Linked DNA regions of Mus musculus: regions 2, 3 and 4 are each linked to region 1. Evidence: chromatin contacts called from public ChIA-PET and HiChIP or PLAC-seq data. All regions are on one chromosome and are shown on one strand. The core of a region is the stretch at or near the end of the contact, and the rest is flanking DNA. Distances in the headings are between cores, read along the strand shown. Region 1 overlaps Smg6 (Smg-6 homolog, nonsense mediated mRNA decay factor (C. elegans)). Region 2 overlaps Rpa1 (replication protein A1). Region 3 holds the start of Mir22hg (Mir22 host gene (non-protein coding)). Region 4 overlaps Serpinf1 (serine (or cysteine) peptidase inhibitor, clade F, member 1).

Region 1 (2,700 bases), core at 21-2,520:
TAAGTATAACAAGAGCTTGCTATACTCATTGGTTGGTTTTCATTTATTAGTATGGGGGAGTGTGTGACATTGATGTACAGGTGGGGGGACAACTTTGGAGGGGATTCTGTCCTCCCACTTTCATGTGGGCTCTGGGAATTGGTTGGTTTTCATATATTATTATGGGGGAGTGTGTGACATTGATGTACAGGGGTCAGGCTTGCATCACAAGAACCTTTATCCTCTGAGCCATCTTTGCTGACCTCATATTGGTAATTTCTTGTTTGTATTTGCATTTTTAAAATTATTTACTCCTACCTCCAGCATGATTACAGAGACAGATGAACTGAAGTGGTGAGGGAGTGAAGAAAAGATAGACATATAGACACATGTACAGGAAAGCTGGGGTAAGGTGGTCCTGGGTATTTCTGATGGAGAAATCACAGCACCCAGAAGTTATCGTGCATATATAGATTTGAATGGGGAGGTTGGGTTATTATGTACAGCTGAACAAGGCCATTACACAGAGATAAACCAGGAGGCAGGGTTTACGGTATACAAATAGATCAAGGAGACATGATTAGCCAATCTTGGTAGGAACAGGTATCTTTGTAGGTAGGGGAGCAGTCATCAATCAGGCTGTAAACATCACAGGAAGGGAGCTCTGGTGAACAGTTTCTGCAGCTGATATAAGTATCCACATTCAGACCCCTGAGGAAGGCTTTGCTATTTCCCTCTGACCTTCACCTTCAGCTCCTGCCCTTGGGAGTGGGGGAATTTACCATATTCTAATTAGTCTGAGGTCTTTGACATAGCCAGTTTATGTCAACAATACAACATTCTTAGGGTTTCTTCTACTCTCCACAATTTATTTATTTATTTATTTATTTATTTGTGTGTGAATATATATGCATGTGTGGAAACCAGAAGATACTGGATCTTCAGAGGTGGAGTTACCGTAGTTTTTGGGTCACCTGGTTTGTTATGTAGTGTTGGGCTCTGAGATCCAGTCTCATGATTCCCAGTGCTCTTTAACCCAGTCTGATCTGTTGGGGGGACTGGAGCAGATCTTGCCTTGGTGATATCTGTTCTCAGCATTTTGACCTTCTTCTTGTCCCCTAAAGACAGCAGTGTGTTACTGAGAGAGGGAAATACGTCTGTGTGCTAGTCCTTTAAGAGAAAACCTAGCGGAAGTGATGTGCAGAGAACATCTGCACTTGGGGCTGAGTGGGGAAAGCGAGATGCGCTGCAGCTGGTGTAAGGCCCTGGCAGGCTGAGGCGCTGCTGTCTGTTGGGGTTTACTTCTGTCTACATTGAAACATGGCTTGGGAGGGGGTGGTGGCCTGCCGCCAGCCTCAGTTAGCCTGCCCTCCTCTTTCCTCCTCACCCACTTCCCCCAGCCTCCCCTCCCTCATGCTTTAAAGTCACATTTCCAGGCCAGACGTAGAATTAATCTCTGGGCACTTCACATTGCTGGCAGCTGAAAGCAGGATGTGGGATTTTTTTTTCTTTCTTTCTTTTTTTTTTCCTCTCTCTTTCTCTCTGTGTCTTGGCTGACTTTTTTACCTCTCGAAGAATTTGGAAGGCCGTGAGATTCCCCCCCCCCCCCCAAAGTACTGTGGAGTTTTTCAGCTTGCTGATCACCCTGCTGCGGCTTCACCCTAATAGACTTCATATGTTGATGCAGTTGACATCAGTATCAAACTATTTTACATGTGATCTGGTGTATTTCCTGAGGAAATCTGCAAGATATTTATTAAGAACTAATAAAATAAACCTCTCCATGAGTTTTTAGGTAGTTTTCAATTTTTCATGTCGCTCTCGTTTCCTCTTATCAATGAGTTGCTATTTTCTCTCTCTACTCTGACCATTGCAAAAGGAAACAAAAATAAATGTTTTAAACTGTTCCTGAAGGGACAGGAGAGAATAGTTCTGCCATGATGTATCAGCTAGGGCTGTATTTTTAGTGCAGCATTGTAGAAACTAAAAATATCCTGTTATAGTGGATCCTTTTTATAGGTCTCTTTTGCTCTGTCTCGTTCTCTGTGTGTGTGTGTATGTGTGTGTTTATAATGTTGTAAGCACAAGTGCCTTTGTGCATCAGCAGCCGCTCTTCTCATTACAGCTGGACTCCATTAGTCCTTGAAAATTAATGTAATCCTAGTTAAGAAAAAAATTAATTACTCTACCAGAGCTGTGTTTCATCCAAAGCTAGTGTTAGCTCCCTAGCTGGCAGCTTAGTTTGAGAGGCTCCAGGGACCCATGGAGTTGTGGCTTTGGTATCATAGCATTTGCTGCTGTGTTTTTCCTGTTGAGAGCATTCCTCACTTCTTAAGGGTTACACATGTGGCATGCAGAGTGACTGCAGACCCCTCTGCCTCTGTGAATTACTGTTCCCGTCTGGTCATCCCCAGAAGGAATGTCCACCACAGGCTTAACTCACCTGCCTCTGCTGGTTTTCTTCCTGGGTTTCTTTATGACAGAGTTGTTTTCTCATGTGCCCTGCAGAAGAAAAAAACCTTTGTGAAAGTCTTAAGAGGTGGGCAAAATCTGCCAAGGAGAAGTCTGTGTGGATGATTAAGAATGACAGTCACAGGCTGAAGAAGTGGCTCAGTGGTGGATCAATTGCCTAGTATGCCTGAGGCCCTAGGTTCAGTCGCGCGCGCGCGTGCGTGCGTGCGTGTGTGTGTGTGTGTGTGTGTGTGTGTGTTTAAAGCAAAG
Region 2 (2,700 bases), core at 153-2,652, 310 kb after region 1:
TAAAGAGATGATAAAGTCCCATGAGAGTTACAAAGTCAGAGGAGAAACTTGGACAGAAAAGCCAAATGTAACAAATGCATGGTAGGTGGGGAAAGGTGGGGATTTAAAAGAAATTTCACAAAAAGGCACAGAATGTAAGGTGAAAGCGAGCGACTACCAGATAAAGCATCAACTAAGAGGAGTCAGGAACAGTGTATTTTAACTACCTTTATAAAAAAAATACTCGGGCTGGTGAGATGGCTCAGCGGTTAAGAGCACCGACTGCTCTTCCAATGGTCCTGAGTTCAAATCCCAACAACCACATGGTGGCTCACAACCATCCATAACAAAATCTGATACGGTCTTCTGGAGTGTCTGAAGGCAGCTACAAGTGTACTTACATATAATAAGTAAATAAATAAATAAGTATTAAAAAATATGCAATAATTGGAATTATTCTTTGCAATTCTACTATGAATGGAGTTTTTGTTCCTGTTGTTTGTTTTCCGAGCCTGTTTCATGTAATCCAAACTGGCCTGGAACCTGCTAAATAGTGGAAGATGACCTTGAACTTCTGATTCCCCTGTCTCCACCTCCCAAGTGCTGGCCTAGGCTACTCTGCCTGACTCAGGCTCAGTGAATTTTCAAACACTGCTTCAACCTTGACCCCTAACTTCCATCTCTTGGGTCCCATCTTACCCATTCCCAGACTCCCATTCTGTGGCTGGGGCTTGCTGGCTGGTGGTGTCGCTGCAGAGGCTGGGGAAGGGACTGCTTGCTGCTGCTGCTGCTGCTGCTGCTGCTGCTGCTGCCCATATCCTGGAGATCAAAACAGGCCAATTCAGTGCAAACCCAGTCAAGAGATTTCAACACCAGCAGTAAATACCTTAGGAAAACCCACCTTTGGCTCTTAGAGGAGCAGACTGCACCACGCTGCACACCCTGTGTCTGCAAAGGGCTCACTTTTTTGTCTGCGCATAGTAAAGACTGGTTCCATTTCCCTTTCAACTGTTTAGAATTGACAGCTTTCAGTTTTAATGAGGTTCTCCCTGAAGCCTTGCCCATTTCTCCTTCAAGAACCTGCAGTAAAGTCACTGGGCTCAATCTGTGATACTACCACTATTTCCATAGCAACAAATCGATGTCATCAACAGGACGGTGTGTTCGTGGCAGGATCCATTAGAAGAGAAAGCAGGGTGGTAAGGAAAACCTAAAAGCAGTTCAATTGTCTCTCAAGTGCTTTGGCTTCAAAGGAAAAGGAGACGTTTACAAAGGGTTCTACCCTTTCCCCCAAACAAAGCAACCTTATTTTGCAACTGACAGCTGGTGGAAAATATGAGTTGAAAGAGTCTCAGGTACCGTGAAGTGCTAGTGAACTGTCACAGCAGGGAGAGATGAGAACAGAGTTCAGAAGCAGCCGTGTCAAGGCAACAGGGAGATAAAAAGGAGGGGGACCGAGCACGCTTCTAAAGCAGCAAATAAGACGCGCCACCCTGTCGGAGTGTGTATTTGCCCTTCACCCTTTATACAAATGTTTACCAAGTTGAAGAATGTTAACATTGTAAATTGCCTACCACTATTTCTAAAATAACGAGTTTATGGGGTTTGATTTTACTTCTGTGATTGGCTCTGAAGGCTGAAGCCAGCCTCGTTTAGGCTGCTCACCTGGAGTGCTTGTAGATGACAAAGGCAGCTAAAAAAAAAAAAATGTCCCAGAGCTCCTGAAACACTAAAACTGGTGCGCACAGGCAGGAAGTCTCCCTTGCCACTGAGGCTCTCCCTTCTCCAACTGTAAGTTCTAACTCCTGCTGGGCCTCCTGAGGTCCCAACTCACCGGGCATGCTACATGCCCATGGAATTCATTTTTGGCAAAATTACTCTTAAGTAGCTCAAGGAATGAGACGTAATTGTGTTGCTGGAGACAAATACATTCAGCACAAAGTTGAGAAGATTAAATAGAATTGATTATGCTTTAGTTCATCCTACAGAGAGAAAAAGTGAGACACCTATTTACATAGGAGAGGGGCCCAGGCTACTGACAATGAGCCCTTCCTTTACAGCTCAGCCTTCCCATTATCACTCAACTCAGACACCCAGCCCAGTTCAGTCTATGTGAAGCATTTTTAAAATCAGCAAGAGAAAGGTGAGTTGCTCAGTAGTACACTGAAGGAAAGTAGAAATGAGCACACAGTGACCTGCTGCATAAGACACAGTTTAAAAGGTGACCTATCTTCCAGCGAAGTTCTTGCCTTCTTTAAAAAGAATGTGGTATTTGCTGGTATGTGCACCTCACGAAGGTGCTTGCAGCTATGTGGAGGGCAGAGACCATCCTGAGGGAATCGGGTCTCCTTCCACCAGAGTCCTAGGGATGGCACAAAGGCACCGGGCTTGACAGATGCCTTTACCTGCTGAGCCCTTTCCCCAGCCTCTCCTTTTCTACAGTCTCCAAATTACCTGAGGTAGGAGCCTCATTCTCAGAACCATTTCTGCTGCGCATGTCTGACTGAACTGGATATGGTCACTCGACTCAATTTCTATAAAAAGATAACTGAGGAGCCGGCTTGGTTGGTAGAGAAAACATAAAGACCCGAGTTTTGTTCCCACATGGGGCGTGCGTGCTAGAGAGGTGAGGACGGACTAGGCAGGGAGCAGAGGTAGGCAGATCCCAGGCCTCAATAGCCAGGCAGCCCAACCTGAGCTCTAAGTTCAGTAAGGGAGCCT
Region 3 (2,700 bases), core at 47-2,546, 450 kb after region 1:
GGCAGGAAGTCTCCTTAAAGACACAATATTCTGAACGTTGAACTCAGGATTTGAAGCAAGCCCAGCAGTCACCTTAGTGGAGCCCATACTTAATTTAACACAGAAGCGGCTATCTCAGGCTTCCCTCTCATTTCTTTGTCTCAGATGCTCTCACTTAGAAAGCTTAGATGCTCTTAGAAATGACTCAAAAGTCAAGAACCCCAGGCCACAAGTTTCTCTTTGGGGGTGGGGAGGGAGTGAAGAGGTGGTCCCAGTCTTGTCCCTTTAAATAAGCAATTCAGCAGCTTTTGCCAAGTCATTGGGTTCATTTCGGTTTTTGCCCATCCCCCGCCTTTCAGACTCTGATTGGCCCCTAGGGAAGGAGCCGCCTCTTCATTGGTCTCCACCTTTGAAATCACTTCCCTAAGTAGGCCTGAGTCAGAGAAGCGTTTCGGAGGGCGGGACTGAATGGGTGTTAATCTTAGAACCGGGTTTCTGGTTGATACTACTTTGGTAAAGATCTTCCCCTAATTTTTAAAAAGACGCTTCCTCTCTAAAAGTGAGGGCGAATCCTTTGTTAAGAACGTGCCCCTTGAGAAGCCGTGGGCTCTTCAGCGACTAAGACGAGACATTCACTAGAAAAGATTTCACTAAACCCACGAGGGATAGACTAGACCTCCAGTGAAGATTGGGCCTGTGCGGGTGACATTTGTCCCTATACCCCGAAGACCTCGAGCTAGCTCTCCAGTGAAGACTGGGGCCGTGCGAGTGACAGTGGTCCCTATACCCCGAAAAAAAAAAAGTCCTATTTGTGGAAAAAAAAAAAGACTTCGGGTGTTCTGCTGCATCGGTGGCTGGCTTCCATCTTTAGTTCTACTCACTCCTGTTGCTTCGCGTGCTCCACCTTCGCTTAGCTCAGGCCTCCTGTGAATCAGTTTTGAGGCTAAAAGAAGTTCCAAGAAGGAGGGGCTGTAGCCCTTTAAGGACTTCCCCGCGACCGAGTCAGAGATCAGTTTAAAAATGCCAACTCACAGAGCGCGCTGCATTCTGGGAAGCTGAGTGTCACCGTAAGAACTTCATTGACCGGAATGCACTGCAAAAATACACGCCTATACTTCCTTCTGCTCTTTAAACTGTAGTTTGACGTAAAGCTGGTCTAAGCAAGTCGCCTAGGCCGAGGGTTAGCCACACCTTTTCAGCCATTGGCCAGTTGGTTAGTTGGTAGGCGTGGCTTAGAGAAGCTCCTCCAGGCAAGGGGGTGGCCTCCTTGCCAATCAGAGCCCAGACGCCTGAATGGGCGGGAGTAAGCAGAGGTGCTGGCGCCCCCGAGTGGGTGTGGTCACGTTGCCCAGCAATGGGCGGTGATTGGCCCTGGGTGGTTCATTCGCAGCTCGTGCGTCACGACGCCGCCAGCTGATCGGAGACTGGAGCCGGTGTGTGCTGGGCGCTGGGAAGAGACAGAGCGGTCGGCCGTGCGGACAGGTCGCAGTGATTTTGCTCCTCTGTCCACAGCAACCCCCGCACCCAGCATCAGGTGGGTGTGATCTGGGGACCCGGTCATCCCGGGGGGAACCGCGGTAACCGGGTGATGGGGAAAGTAGGGTCCTGACGGCCACACCCTGCCCTTCTGGGGGAGGGGAGAGGGGGCGGCGGGGACAGGGGCGCTCTTGGGAGAGGAGCCTGGACTCTCCCGAGTAGTGTGTCTGGACGTTTAAAGAGAGAGTCCCGGACAGGAGTCGTGGCAGAAGGTTTGGAGAAGTAACTGGGGAGGAATATGAGAGGCCAGAGGGCCGGGGGCGTCTAACCCCGACGCCCTTTGGTTTGAGGATGCCCGAGCTGACCATTTAGCCTAGGGAGGATCTGGACGAGCGAGGGGTGCGGAGGTGCATTGCCTCTACCGGCGCTGACTGGGTCAGGGCCAGTTCAAGTCCCTGGCAGGGAAGGGGTCGCTGGGCGGTCCGGCCCCTCCTCTCGTTCCCTCCCGGGGATGTTATGTAAGGGGGGAGGGGAAAGGAGTAGGGGGCGGCGGTGCGGAGGCCTTATGCAACCCAAAGGTTAGGGTTTCACCGCGGGTTGGGCGGAGGTTGGGGGGGCGGACAGGAGGAGTGCCTGGAAACTCTACCCGCACCCCCCCTCCCAGCCTAACTGGCTGTCTTGGACAGAGAGAAGGTCACCTTTGCACCTCCCCCCTAGTATGTCCGGTAGAGAGGCCCCTAGCCCGGGCTTGGCCTGACTGCCTGGGAAGCCGGCTGGCTGGGTGGGGCGCCTGGGTTAGTCATCGCTGGGCTCCCTCTCTCCCCACCTCCTGGCCAACTCTTGGCCCCTCCCCACGGCCTCCGGTTAGGCTAACGTTCCCACCTCCCTCTGGCCCTAGTTTCAGTCTCCAACTCATTTGGCCTGTCACCCTGGCTGTTAGAGTAGGCTAGAAGCTGTCATGGTGCCAGAGAGTTGATGGAGCAGCTGGTCAGAGGGTCAGTGCCCTGGGCCCACCCCGCCCCGCAGCCAAGGGCACCTGCTTGGCACAAACTCTCAGCAGCCAGTGAACCCTGTGGCCTGAACAGAGCTATCCTGGGCAGAGAGAAGTGGACAGAGACTGATCACCTAGGAGAAGGAAGATCCGACAAAGTTTATACTTCCCAAGAGGCTTTTGGAATTTGAAAGTTGCCCACCCTAGTGTAATCTTTCCACTCTCTGAAAATAGAAATCCCAAGGCAAAGTCTC
Region 4 (2,700 bases), core at 47-2,546, 400 kb after region 1:
CAGTGAGAAAAGATACTTGTCATACAAGCCTAGCAACCCTCAATTTTCAGTGGCCACTAAAGGTGGAAGGAGAGAACCAACTCCAAAGAATTGTCTCCTGACAGTTTTATGCTGTGGTACACACACACGCACACACACACTTGTTACATGCATATGCATACAATTAATAATTTAAAATGTTATGTGTATGGGTGTTTTGCCTACATGCATATCTTTCTGTGCACCACATGTGTGCAATGCCTGTGAAGGCTAGAAGAGGACATCAGATCCCCTCGGAGTTACACAGGGTTGTTAGCTACCATGTGGATTCTGGGAACAAAACCATGGGTTTTCCAAAAGAGGCTCTTAATCACTGAGCCATCTCTCCATCCCCTCAATAGTATATATTTCTGGGGCTGGAGAGATGGCTCAGAGGTTAAGAGTATTGACTGCTCTTCCAGAGGTTCTGAGTTCAATTCCCAGCAACCACATGGTGGCTCACAACCATCTGTAATGGAATCTGATGCCCTCTTCTGCTGTGTCTGAAGACAGCTGCAGTGTACTCATATACATAAAGTAAATAAATAAACCTTTTTTTTTTTTGTTTTGTTTTTTTTGTTTTTCGAGACAGGGAGACAGGGTTTCTCTGTATAGCCCTGGCTGTCCTGAAACTCGCTCTGTAGACCAGGCTGGCCTTGAACTCAGAAATCCGCCTGCCTCTGCCTCCCAAGTGCTGGGATTCAGGGTTTGCGCCACCGCCACCACCTCCAAGGCTGCTGCTGCGGCCACCACCACCCCACCACCACACTACCTGACTATTTAACTTTTAAAGGCAGCCATCTCATGGAAAATGACACCTAGCATTGTCCTCTGGTCCCTACATGACCCCATGTGCAAACACATACCTGCATAAACACACATAAATACATAAGTAAACTTAGTCTGGTTGTTTTGGAAATGTGCTATGGTTTGGATTGTGTCCCCCCAAGGGAAAAATTGGGTCCCAGAGTAGTACTATTGGAAGAGAGTAGAACTGTTAGGGTTTAGGCCTGGTGGGAAGTGGCCATGGCTAGAGAGACATGCCAACCAAGGGGAATCTCTGGCTTCATCTTTTCCCTTTGCTTTCAGGTCCTAAGACAGTCACAAGGCTGCTTCACCACATGCCCAGAAGCAAGGGGAGCAGTCATGGCTGGGACCGCTAATGCAGCTGTTGATTTCCCCAGATATTTGTAGTAGTAAGAGACAGGTGAGGAACCCCACAGCAAGTGTTAGTAATTGTGTGTGGAGGTGCCCTCCGGGGACGGGGGCCCTCCTGGGGCAGGACGTTCCTCTTCCTCATCCACCTGCACTCCGAGAACAGGAAATGGTGACTTTGGCAGAGCTTAAGCAGAGCCCGTTCATGTTACAAGTATGTAAATTCATAAGGACCAGTTTCTCTCCATATGAAACAGCTTCAAACAGGAGAAGGAAGAAGCAAACATTAAGGAAAAGCTCTTTTATTGCAGAGGCTACACTGAAGCTACCGGCCGCCTTCCTGGAATGTATAATCAGCTTCCCTCTGGGGGTTCTGTAGAGCACTGAGACATTAAGTACTACTGGGGTCCAGGATTCTGCCTATGAAGAGGAGGGCCCCCGTGTCCGTGTCCCTCAGAACAAAGAGGAAAGGTTGGTTAAGGTGATAGTCTAGCGGGAAGGTGAGGCGGACGGGCTGGAGGCCTGGGCTGGGGCTGCTTCCTGCCCCCTCTTCATTCCACTCGAAAGCAGCCCTGTGTTCCACTTGGGTGAGCTTCACGGGTTTGCCAGTAATCTTGCTGAAGTCGGGTGATTCAAACAACGACTGTAGCTCTGTGGAGATTCAGAGATTCCATTAACACCACACACACACACACACACACACACACACACACACTCCCTGTTTGTGTAGGCTGATTTTCAAGAAAGCAAGCTAGAAGTGGAGTACCTCACAGTGACTTGTGAGCTATGAGGCACTCTGTGACAGGCTCAGTGACCTACCTGAGAACTTATAGCCAAGATGGCTGAAGCCAGACCTGGCCTGAGAGAATGTTTTGGGCTGTTATAGGACACATAGAGATACACACACACACAACACACACACACACCAAGGACTGAGTCTAATGGGAGGTGGTTCTTCATTCCCCTCCCCTGTAATGGTGTCACATGTTCCCTGAGCCACCCTACAAAGAAAGCCACAGGACTCAGTTCTGTCAGCAAGGTGGCAGGCTCCAAGACTCAGCCCCGAGCGCAAAGTGGCCTTGCAAACATACTCATGTCCTGCAGAGACTTGGTAAGTTCGCCTTCGAAGCTCAGCTTCAGCTTGGGGACAGTCAGCACAGCTTGGATAGTCTTCAGTTCTCGGTCGATGTCATGAATGAACTCAGAGGTGAGGCTCTCTTCTATCATGGTCAAGTTCTGGGTCACGGTCAGGGGCAGGAAGAAGATGATGCTCATACTTCCTGTCAAGGGCAGCTGGGCAATCTAACCCAACAGAGATGCGCACAGGTTAGTTGTGAGCCAGAAAAAACAAAACAAACAAACAAAAAAACACCAACAGCTGCCTTCCCCTCTGCTGTAACGGGGCCCCAGCCTTGTGCTCCCCAGCCTCAGCCTGGGCTGTAGGCTACTGGTTACTGGCAGTCCTTCCATGAGTAGGGAGTTTTCTTCTCAGCCTAAAACCCACAGAAGTTTAATGAACACACGTTT

The links. ChIA-PET counts read pairs in DNA pulled down with a chosen protein or histone mark. HiChIP or PLAC-seq counts read pairs in DNA pulled down with a chosen protein or histone mark.
Region 2: an H3K27ac HiChIP or PLAC-seq map of double positive thymocytes shows a contact between it and region 1, with 2.0 times the contacts expected there. The contact joins two enhancer-like sites. A contact is called at or near these places in 2 of 115 datasets of contacts at active chromatin or transcription factors (double positive thymocytes and embryonic stem cells).
Region 3: an RNA polymerase II ChIA-PET map of memory CD8 T cells shows a contact between it and region 1, with 51 read pairs. The contact joins the promoter of Mir22hg here to the enhancer-like site in region 1. A contact is called at or near these places in 3 of 39 promoter capture datasets (cranial neural crest, hippocampal neurons and neural stem cells), 1 of 484 Hi-C or Micro-C datasets (cardiomyocytes) and 4 of 115 datasets of contacts at active chromatin or transcription factors (bone marrow-derived macrophages, double positive thymocytes, heart atrium and 1 more).
Region 4: an H3K27ac HiChIP or PLAC-seq map of large pre-B cells shows a contact between it and region 1, with 2.5 times the contacts expected there. The contact joins two enhancer-like sites. A contact is called at or near these places in 2 of 115 datasets of contacts at active chromatin or transcription factors (embryonic stem cells and large pre-B cells).

The regions. Positions count from the first base shown.
Region 1 is chr11:75,011,886-75,014,585 of GRCm38.p6, forward strand. The region is part of intron 10 of Smg6 (Smg-6 homolog, nonsense mediated mRNA decay factor (C. elegans)); the gene reads left to right. Among named protein-coding and RNA genes, the nearest start is that of Srr, 87 kb to the left of the region's middle. Within about 2 kb of position 1,271, at least 205 of the 459 cell types and tissues checked have an H3K27ac peak or open chromatin away from gene starts, as enhancers often do. A contact at or near this core is called in cardiomyocytes, double positive thymocytes, heart atrium and 3 more, where this site is marked.
Region 2 is chr11:75,317,734-75,320,433 of GRCm38.p6, forward strand. Rpa1 (replication protein A1) reads right to left here. Exons shown (of 17, transcript NM_026653.2): 6 at 679-798. Among named protein-coding and RNA genes, the nearest start is that of Rpa1, 29 kb to the right of the region's middle. Within about 2 kb of position 1,403, at least 33 of the 459 cell types and tissues checked have an H3K27ac peak or open chromatin away from gene starts, as enhancers often do. A contact at or near this core is called in double positive thymocytes, where this site is marked.
Region 3 is chr11:75,460,243-75,462,942 of GRCm38.p6, forward strand. It overlaps Mir22hg (Mir22 host gene (non-protein coding)), which reads left to right and starts at 1,297. Exons shown (of 3, transcript NR_030711.1): 1 at 1,297-1,513.
Region 4 is chr11:75,408,570-75,411,269 of GRCm38.p6, forward strand. Serpinf1 (serine (or cysteine) peptidase inhibitor, clade F, member 1) reads right to left here. Exons shown (of 8, transcript NM_011340.3): 7 at 2,265-2,475; 8 at 1,460-1,824. The coding sequence ends at 1,565. Among named protein-coding and RNA genes, the nearest start is that of Serpinf1, 13 kb to the right of the region's middle. Within about 2 kb of position 1,297, at least 56 of the 459 cell types and tissues checked have an H3K27ac peak or open chromatin away from gene starts, as enhancers often do.